2 separate regions of the Zea mays genome follow, and region 1 is linked to region 2. The links are chromatin contacts, called in public Hi-C maps. All regions are on one chromosome and are shown on one strand. Each heading gives the region's core, a stretch centred on a gene start, on an enhancer-like site or on the middle of the called end of the contact. The rest is flanking DNA. Distances are from core to core; before and after follow the strand shown. Region 1 holds the start of LOC100282098. Region 2 has its middle 13 kb from the start of LOC100193762.

Evidence for each region. Hi-C and Micro-C count contacts between places; a contact is called where the count stands out from the background.
Region 1: a contact with region 2 is called in a Hi-C map of ear, with 1.9 times the contacts expected there. The contact joins the promoter of LOC100282098 here to the enhancer-like site in region 2. A contact is called at or near these places in 6 of 25 Hi-C or Micro-C datasets (ear, endosperm, leaf and 1 more) and 1 of 3 datasets of contacts at active chromatin or transcription factors (leaf).

What each region holds. Positions count from the first base shown.
Region 1 is chr5:162,637,772-162,642,375 of Zm-B73-REFERENCE-NAM-5.0, reverse strand. It overlaps LOC100282098, which reads right to left and starts at 2,776. Exons shown (of 13, transcript NM_001155011.1): 1 at 2,565-2,776; 2 at 2,167-2,392; 3 at 1,763-1,818; 4 at 1,205-1,307; 5 at 1,052-1,117; 6 at 676-789; 7 at 373-499. The coding sequence starts at 2,701. It also overlaps the pseudogene LOC103628625.
Region 2 is chr5:162,526,187-162,530,995 of Zm-B73-REFERENCE-NAM-5.0, reverse strand. It overlaps the pseudogene LOC109939559. Among protein-coding and RNA genes, the nearest start is that of LOC100193762, 13 kb to the right of the region's middle. Within about 2 kb of position 1,330, at least 16 of the 20 cell types and tissues checked have an H3K27ac peak or open chromatin away from gene starts, as enhancers often do. A contact at or near this core is called in ear, endosperm, leaf and 1 more, where this site is marked.

The DNA of each region.
Region 1 (4,604 bases), core at 1,527-4,026, 110 kb before region 2:
CGTTTTGTGACAACAGTGGACCAATTATATCACGTGAGTACTTCCGCACACGAAGATAACACTTTTCAAATGAAATATCACTTGATTTTAATAACAAAATTTCTCAAAATGAAACAAATTGAACATGTGTGCAAAATATTTTGTGACAACAGTGGACCAATTATATCACGTGAGTACTTCCGCACATGAAGATAACACTTTTCAAATGAAATATCACTTGATTTTAATAACAAAATTTCTCAAAATGAAACAAATTGAACATGTGTGCAGAATTTACATAAAAATCATAGCTAGTAGAGAAAATGATCATTTGGTTTGCATGCCCTTTAGCAAGAAAATTATTTCACTTAGACCTGCAATAGAGTTGTGTACCTCTATCATGAGCAATGTCCATAGTACACCAATATCCAGATTCCCACCAAAAGAACTTAGTGATATAGATCAACATAAGTGCAGTATTCACAAGCATAGAATCAGCAACTCTGCCATTCATTTCATACTGCACAGAAAGTGTCCAAGGAACAACTGTAAGTCCAGAGGATAACTGCCTCATATGATGGACTTTCCATCTTTAAATTGGCATGGTAATACACCACCGCGGCACCATCACATCAATGAGTAACAACACAAAAAATAGTGAAACTAACATAAGAGAAGATATTACAATATTCTGACCTGCTTTATGCAATAGGTTACGGCAAGAACAGCCCAGGACATCATACCGAAACGACAGTTGGTGAATACTTTGATATCAAAGTACTTGCCAATCCGAGGGTACAGCTCCATACCCTGGAAAATTGAGTGTCATACATGGGAAGAGGTAGTAAACAGAGACTTAGGATGGAATATACTCAAAGATTTAGCCTTGAATAGGAGCGTATGGAAAATAGCTGTCCACAAGCCTGGACCTTGGTATGTGGCTTCTGTTAGGTTTCAACTCTAGCCTACCCAACTTGCCTGAGTCTAAAAGGCTTTGTTGTTGTATAAGCATGGACCACCAAAGATACTTTGTTATCAATGTCAGATATAGTGTATACTTATCAACGCTTACCCAGTAGAAGTCAATTATCACATTCCCAGAGGATCCAGAGTCAGATGAAGATGGAAATACATGGCCCTAGAAAGGAAAAGAAAATGTTAATGAGATGAAACATCTAGTACCTAATGATTCAGGGAAGCAAAGCTGTTTTTTAACAAAGCTCACCTTTATGTAGAGAAAAATACAGAACACAAAGCTTCCAAAAACAAGAGCAGAGTATATCTCCCCCAAGTGATCATACACTATTGCAGGGTTAAATATACCGAACCTGACACAGAACTTTCTTCATGTTAGCCGGTTTAATTGTGAACAAATGACACATCGGCAGACACAATTTAGGAGGGTCAACACACCAATTTGGAAAAGAAATTGGAGGGATAAAGTAAACTAGATTAGTTCCTATGCTTATAATAACAAAAGGATACATAGAAATGCAAGAGGAACTGAGACTATAAAAAAGATAGAAAAACTAAAAGCACACATACAAGGATTATCAGTTTGATGACCAGAAGATCAAAGGTCCCAGAACCTTATTTTGCTCTATTTACAAGATTGATGAATAGCCAAGATGTGTGACAGAGTGCTGATGGCAGGTAAATCATAGAATGCCAACATTTATTCATTTCATGCATGCCCTTCAACATCTCTTGAAAGGGAAGAGAAATGGAACCAAGCTAAAATTACACGAACAGCAGGCTGACTAATGAAAAAGGATAGCCTTACCACCACAAACCAAGGTAAGTTATCAAGGTCACTGCATATGCTTGTAAGCCATTTGCCTGACAACAAAGAAGAGAGGAATATTTAAATAAAATGTAGGCTATAAGGCAAAAGCTAGTAGTGCTAAACACATGGCCTTCTTTGAACAGTAAATCCAATGAACCACAAAATATACATTGAGCATAACAATGAACAACAATAAAAGTTAAACATGCTAGTGCACCAGCAGTCCAGCACAGCAGGTAATCAGGCAATAGTCACATAATGTTGTTGTATTTAGTAGTAATTAAGATACCAAAGCACGAATATAAGGTACAACAGACACGAATCGGACAATATTGAACAGTACGATCTCAGAGGAGGGACGAAGTTCACACGAGTCGGACACCAGGAGTGACAGCACAGACCTTGTAGACCGGCACGTTCCCGGCAGGCGAGATGGGCCCTTCGAAGCGCTTCCCAGGGAGCAGCAGCTGTAGGACGGCCTCGAAGAGCCCGAAGCCGAAGATGATCTTCCACGCGACGAGGGTGGGCATGGGCCAGATGGCCTTGAGCCCCTCGAGCACGCCGTGATCCCTGAGGTGCTCGTAAGTCCGCACCACCGATCCGTCCGCGTGCACCATCGTGTACCACCTGCACGGCGCCGAGAAAATCAACACAACGAAACAGCCGAATTTGTCCTCACCCTCCAGAGAAATTGTTAGGGGGCGCCGAGACGAGACTCGTGGTCGATCCGAGCGGCGGTTCAGGAACGTTTCTGCGATTGCAAATTTGAAAGGAGCAGGGGGGGGGGGGGGGCACTCACAGGAGGATGACGAAGGGCGGGCAGAGGGAGAGGAGCGCGAGCATGGAGGTGTAGGTGACCAGCGCCGAGTGCACTGTAACCGGTGGCGCAGCCGCGGTCGGCTTGGCGCCGGCGGAGGAAGGCTTGGGCTTCGCCATGGCCTCCGCGCGATCTTGCTGGGGCTGCGGTGTGTGGTGAGATGGGAGGAGAGGAGCAGCAGCGGCCTACAGTAGGGGGAGGCGACTTGACTGAGAAAACATCTTTGTAGGGGAGTGACGGAGTGGGTGTTGCCGATCCCGATCTGAGACGGCATGCCGCTCACGTGCGCCAGCGCGGAGCGGGTAGGATTACATGTGTCCAAACAGGCGGGCCGTGTCAATCCGGCCCGAGCACGGCTAGGCTCGGCACGGTTAGGACCGTGCCAACCCGGCCCGAATTAGCTAGCGGGCCATGCCGTGCAGGCCCACGGGCCTCAAGTGAGGTCCAAGCTCAGCCCACTAGATTAATAATCGTGCCGGGCCAGCCCACGGCCCGACGGGCCTATAACAATATATTATGTTTAAATGATAAAAATATCCTAAAAATATGCATTTTAGGATTTAAATCATATTTATTAGCTCTAAACATTTATTTACACACACATAACCAACAAAAACATGTGTTTCTTGTGTTTTATACTCTACTAGTCAGTTGCCCGTGCGTTGCGACGGCTTACAACAATACCCACGTAAACTATATATCAAAAATATTCAAGATTTTTTATTGATTGTCTCCGCTATCTGTATAATATATTTTTTGATTTGGCTAACTGATGTTATTGTTTACTACATGCAAATATGTCTTGGTACAACACGACCAATGAAGTTAGAAGAGAGTTCACAACGATTGACTGAATGAACATAGATTATAAAATAACATAATTTTATCATACAAAGACCAAATAAAAGAAAGTTTGTGAGATCAAGTTTCTAAAATAAGTTCCATGAAGTCAAACTTATAAAAAAGATAGATCAAAATATGGAGTGATTGCTAAAGTCAGGCATCAATAAAAACTGGATGCGCTCCATATAAATTATGCTACTTCGTAGCAATTACTAACGTTTAAAACCAACAAATAACCTTTTATTTTGCTGTTAGTGTGACAAATCATTGCTGCTCCATCCAATTCAGCAACCTCAAACACCATGTAGTCCATTGCTCCAATATGGTCTCAGAAACGACATAATGCTTGCAAGAGCAAAGAACGTCGTGTCGTGCTTGGGCTGTAGCCTCGGCCCGTAGTGCTGGCCCGGCCCGACACGATTATTTTTTCATTTTACAAAAAAAAACATATATATCTATATACAATTTATATTCAATATTAAAAACATGTTAACGTGATGTTCTACTGGTTAGACAGTTTCACTTAGTGTCTCCCACCCTTCTTCCATCAGGGTATGGGTTCGAATCTCACCTCCTGACCATTTTTTTAACATTTTACGCTGATTTAATTAAATGGGTCGACGGGCTAATGGGCTGGCCCGACATAGTTAGCAGGCCGGCATGACGTGCATGTGCCATAGTTGTGACCCGCGTGCATCTAGCCTGTGTCGGGCGTCGTTACGCTGATTTAATTAAATGGATCGACGGGCTAACGGGCTGGTCCGACACAGTTAGCAGGCCGACATGACGTGTCTGTGACATAGTTGTGGCCCGCGTGCATCTAGCCCGTGTCGGGCGTCGTTTGGCATCTATAGACGTGCATCAGATTAATTTGAAATAGCTGTGAGGGGTTATTTGTAAAAAAAAATGACGCACGACGACCGTTGAAACTGGTGCTTTAAGTATAGTATAGATATTCAAGTATAATATATGTATTTATATGAAAAAATATAAAAAAAATTAAATCGGGGCGTGTCGAGCCTAGCCCGCCATGCCACGCCTTCGACCCAGGCATGGCCCGGTGACCGGGTCGAGCCGGCGCGGGCCCGGTTCACTATGTGTCGTGTCGGGTTCGTGCCGGGTTTCGGACCGCCCGGCGAGCCCGGTCCGTTTGGACATCTATAGGTAGGGTCGAGGCCT
Region 2 (4,809 bases), core at 81-2,580:
CCGCTCCAGCTTGCTGCAGGTGTAGGACGTACTCGATGGCGTCCCGTCCTTGTTGATGGACGCCTTGTCCATCTGCAGCTCATTCATTCAGTTCCGCCACAGAGAAGCTAGCTTGCATGAACAGGCGAAACGATCGAGCGATCCAGCTCGCTGTACTGTATGGCTGTGATGGCTTGGTGACCGTCGTACGTGATGTTTGGGACGACGCTGCGGAGGGCGTAGAGCGTGTCGTTGAGCTAGCCTCCGGCGGCGGCGCCTCTCCATGACGGTGACCACTGGGTCTGGGAAGTCCCTGTTGATATCCGCGTGGCGTGGCGGACCACTGGGTCTGGGAAGTCCCTGTTGGCGCAAGAACGCGACGGCCGGCGATGCGATAGACTGGTGGTGCGAGGTGGCGCAGGAACGCTGGAGCGCGATCACCACGGAGAGGAGGTAATACGCGCAACCTTTTCATATGCATTTCTGGCCTGAGATCCGATCCGATTCCCCCGCCATGTCTTGCAGCTGCACGATGTGAGCTTTTACCGCTACTCGTGCGACATGCACTGCGTGCAAGACTGCAAGCCCACAACGGGGATGAGGCCCTATTGACGCGGTCACGGCGTGCGCAAGGTGCAATCTTCTGCACACCCCTGAATCTACGCGCTATTACAAAATATGCTGAACAGATAACTAGCACACTAATGCACCTAACATGCATGGTGACACGCTACTTGACATGATTCACATGGACGCTACGATGCTTTATTCAACATTCACGCACCCCCTTAATCTTGTCAATCATCAATCCTGATGACGCCTAGCTGCCTCCTCAGCTCTGCAAACCGAATCCGGCCCAATGGTTTCGTCCGGATGTTAGCCAGCTGTTCTTCGGAACTCACATGATTCACATCCACTGTTCCATTGCTAACCCACTCCCTTAAATAAAGAGCAATAATGTCCAAATCTTTTTAACATCGTCAGAAATAAGAAGGCTTCCATTGCTGATGTCTTATCTGATGTCATCCCTAATCTGCCCTTCCGCGGATCATTAGAGAGGGTAAAATTAGTTAAGTGACAGAATCTTTCGCTTTTGTGGCTCCAAAATAGCCCTACTGAAGGAATTGTCCACGGAGAATCGCTGATCAGTGGCCATTGCCATCTCTAGTTTTAGTGACTATAAACAAAATAAAAAAGGCTATTAGAAAACGGTTAGGAGAATAAAATTATCTTGTCTATTTTTAATATAGTAGTTTTACGGAAATGGAGAATGATAATGGCAGTGCGTACCGGGTAGATATACAGCCCCGTTACAGTCAGTCAGTCAGTGAGTCAGTCAGTCGGTATGGGCAGCCACTGCCACCGCAGCGCTCCAAAATTCCAACGGTCTTTTCTTTGGCTTTCCCAGCGTGCCTGCTCTCTCGCAAACAAACAAGAAAAGGGTAGGCAACAGGAGGCGTGAAAGACTGACAGACGGCAGATGACAAAAGAAACAAAGAGAAAGGAAATTTGCTATCCCCACTGCCTGCGCTCTTTTTTGTTTGCGTTGGAAGCCGCGATTCTCTTTTCGCTGTCACACATTGGCCCTGTTTGTTTGGTCTTCTGGCAGCTTCTGGCCACCAAAAACTGCTGCGGACTGTCAAACGCTTAGTTTTTCAGTCAGCTTCTATAAAATTCGTTGGGGGCAAAAACCATCCGAAATCAACATAAACACATAATCGGTTGAGTCGTTGTAATAGTAGAAATCTGTCACTTTTTAAATCTTAAGCCCTATGAACAACTTTATCTTCCTTCACATGTAATCGTAATGATACTCAGATTCTTCCCACAGCCAGATTTTCAGAAAAGCTGGTCAAAAAAAGGCTGAACCAAACAGACCCATTGCCGAGTGAACTTATACGGGCATACAGCTATACCGATAGTAATTACTCACTCCGTTTATAAATATATTACACCCGTTGATTTTTTTTTAAAAAAAATTTAATCATTCGTCTTATTTAAATAATAATAAATTATTATTTTTTGATTTATTTTATCACTTAAGATAGTTTGTACTCGACTTAAAATTTTAATTTTTTGAATAAATATTTTGAATAAGATGAGTGGTTAAAGTTTTCGAAAAAACATTAACGGTGTCATATATTTGTGAACGTAGGTAGTATAATTCTAGTCATACGGTTACCGGGCAAGACTAGCTACCCAAAAAATAAATCACTTTGAGTTTCACTATGTTTATTAAAAAAATTAGTTTACCCTAAATTTAGTAAGAATCAATATTTTTATATTAAATAAGGATTGTTAAATTTATCACAACATATTTTTAACACCTATATTTTGGGTTATAAATCTTAAGTCATTTTATAGATTATGTTTAACTTTAAAATTTATTAATAAGAACATAATTACACTTATGCAATATCTTTTTATGGTAGAATGTCCTAAAAAAATGTGACGCGTTGTGATCCCTACAAGGGCTTATTTAGTTAGGATATCGAAGAGGATTAAATTCTCTACTAGTCAAAATCAAAATTGCATAGAAGAGGAATTAATACCTCTCAATTCTCTTCGATCCGGATGCAACCGAACCTGACATAAATGGTGAAGGAACCTTAACATAAGGGCATGTACAGTGGAGAGACACTAAAACGGTTCTCCAAGCACAGGAGACAACTAAGAGACTCTATTGTACAATGGAGTGTCTATAAACGTAGTCTATTAATAAATACAGAATTAAATGTATTTGTATAGCATCAGATCGATAGAACAGACGACAAATTCGTACAGTGGGAAGTGAGGCGTCTGTTGCTACTTGGTTTACGAGCCAGAGGCGTCTCTTCACGGAGAGACGGCTCTAAGATTTTTTTTGCAAATAACCCCCTTAAACACCTTAAGAGCCTCCACATTAAACACCACTGTACATGCCCTAAGGTCTAACTGCTTCGATGAGATGCAATAGTTTTGTAATGACAAGTCTATTCTAGTGTGTTGGATATATATATGATGAAACACTGGTCAGAGATATATCGTGGCGTGAAGAGTTTACTATTACTAACATTCATCATTATCGAACTAAGATTTTCTATGTTGCGGTTGCTAAAATTTGTGTAAAGACGAATTGTCGGTTTGGTAAAAGCAAGCGGAGATCTGTTGTTTTTGCTTATCATGTCTCAATAAAAAAATAATGTTATCTAAATTTGGCGCAAACAAGCTTGCTCGACTTGCTAGAGTTTGTGATGATGATTTCTTGGATGGTGAGTGTGAAGTAACAAGAAGTCAACTAAAAACTTTTAATCTTCATGTCAGAAAACATCCTACGTTTCTTGTTGTATGGGTATGAAAGTTTAGCCGCAAAGTGATCGAAACCCAAAAGGACATGGGTTTTTCCTTTAGTTTACAAATTTATCGAGTTGAACTTATTACTGCCGCCTACCGGTTTCTAGAGCATCAGAAGGAAGAGCCTTCTCTGCAGTAAAAATAATTAAGAGCAAACTGCGGAATATAGTTTTAGATTAATGATTTAATCGTGTGATATTGTGTTACACAAAGAGCATCTCCAACAATGCCTCAAACTAGTGCCTTAAATTGAAATATGGAGCTCTATACAGAAAAAACTACTCCAACAGTGTCTCATTTCATAAAATTTTGTCAAAAAACTATAGGGCACCCTCTCAAGTGACTCAAATATACTACACCATAGTGGGCTGCCCTATAATCTAGATTTGGGGCTTTACTGTTGGAGCGGAATGTTTTGTTAGTGCCCTAAATTCTATAAAATATACTTATTTTTAAATTATGGGGCATTTTTATAGGCCACGTTGTTGGAGATGCTCTAAGGGCCTGTTTTGAACCACCCAGTTGTTAAGAAACTGGTTTATGGAAACTGAGGTGTGGTTCAAAACGTACCAGTTTATGCCCTAGTTTATAGAAATTGGATTCACGGTTTTTTAAAAACTAAGAAGCTAGCCTCTTCTAGCTAAAAAAATAAAAATTGGTTTCTTAAAAACTGATCGTTTCTAAACAGGACCTAAGTTATTATAACACTTGATAATACTACAATAGCACCATGGTTCCGATAAAAAAATGCATCTCATGTTAGAAATAATCAGCATAATTTTTAAGCGATTCATTAAAAATGCATGTTTTATATGAATAATTTTTGATACTATCTAATCTCTGAGTAAATTTAATTTAGGGTGTGTTTGGCATAACTCTGCTCCACCCCAGAGCAGCTCTACTCCAAACCTTTGGGTGGAGCAGCTCTGCTCCAGAGTTTAAATTGTTTTTCATAACCGGTGACAATTGCGGGTAATTAACTCCATTGGAGCAGCCATGCCAAACACGCCTTTACTCAGCCTCTTATGTAACCCTAGCTTCGCCAGTGATCGACCCTAAGCTTTTTTTATTTATATATTCGTAGCCAAGAGTACTACCACGAGGAAACAAGCAACAAAATGAAGAGATGGCGTGTTGAGCGATCTTCGTTGGTAGTTCGAGCCATAATAATCGTGCATTATAGCTGGACAAAAATTGGGAGCCAAACGAGCCGAGCCCACATGCATGTCGCCTATTCGAGCAGGAAGCCCCCCAGAGCCCATATATACATACATATACGCAGGAACGTCTCTGCTTCCCCTCTCCACACGTTCCCGCCAATTCTGAAGTCGGCAAGCAGCAACGACCGCCTGTTGCTCCATCCAAGCATCTCCATGACTCCATCACTCGTTGGCACCATCAATACCGCAACCACTTAGCGATCGAGGTCGAAGGTCGGTCACACTCACAGCAGCCTGGCGACGGCTACCGGAGCTGTCAGTCGCATCACCGCTGGCT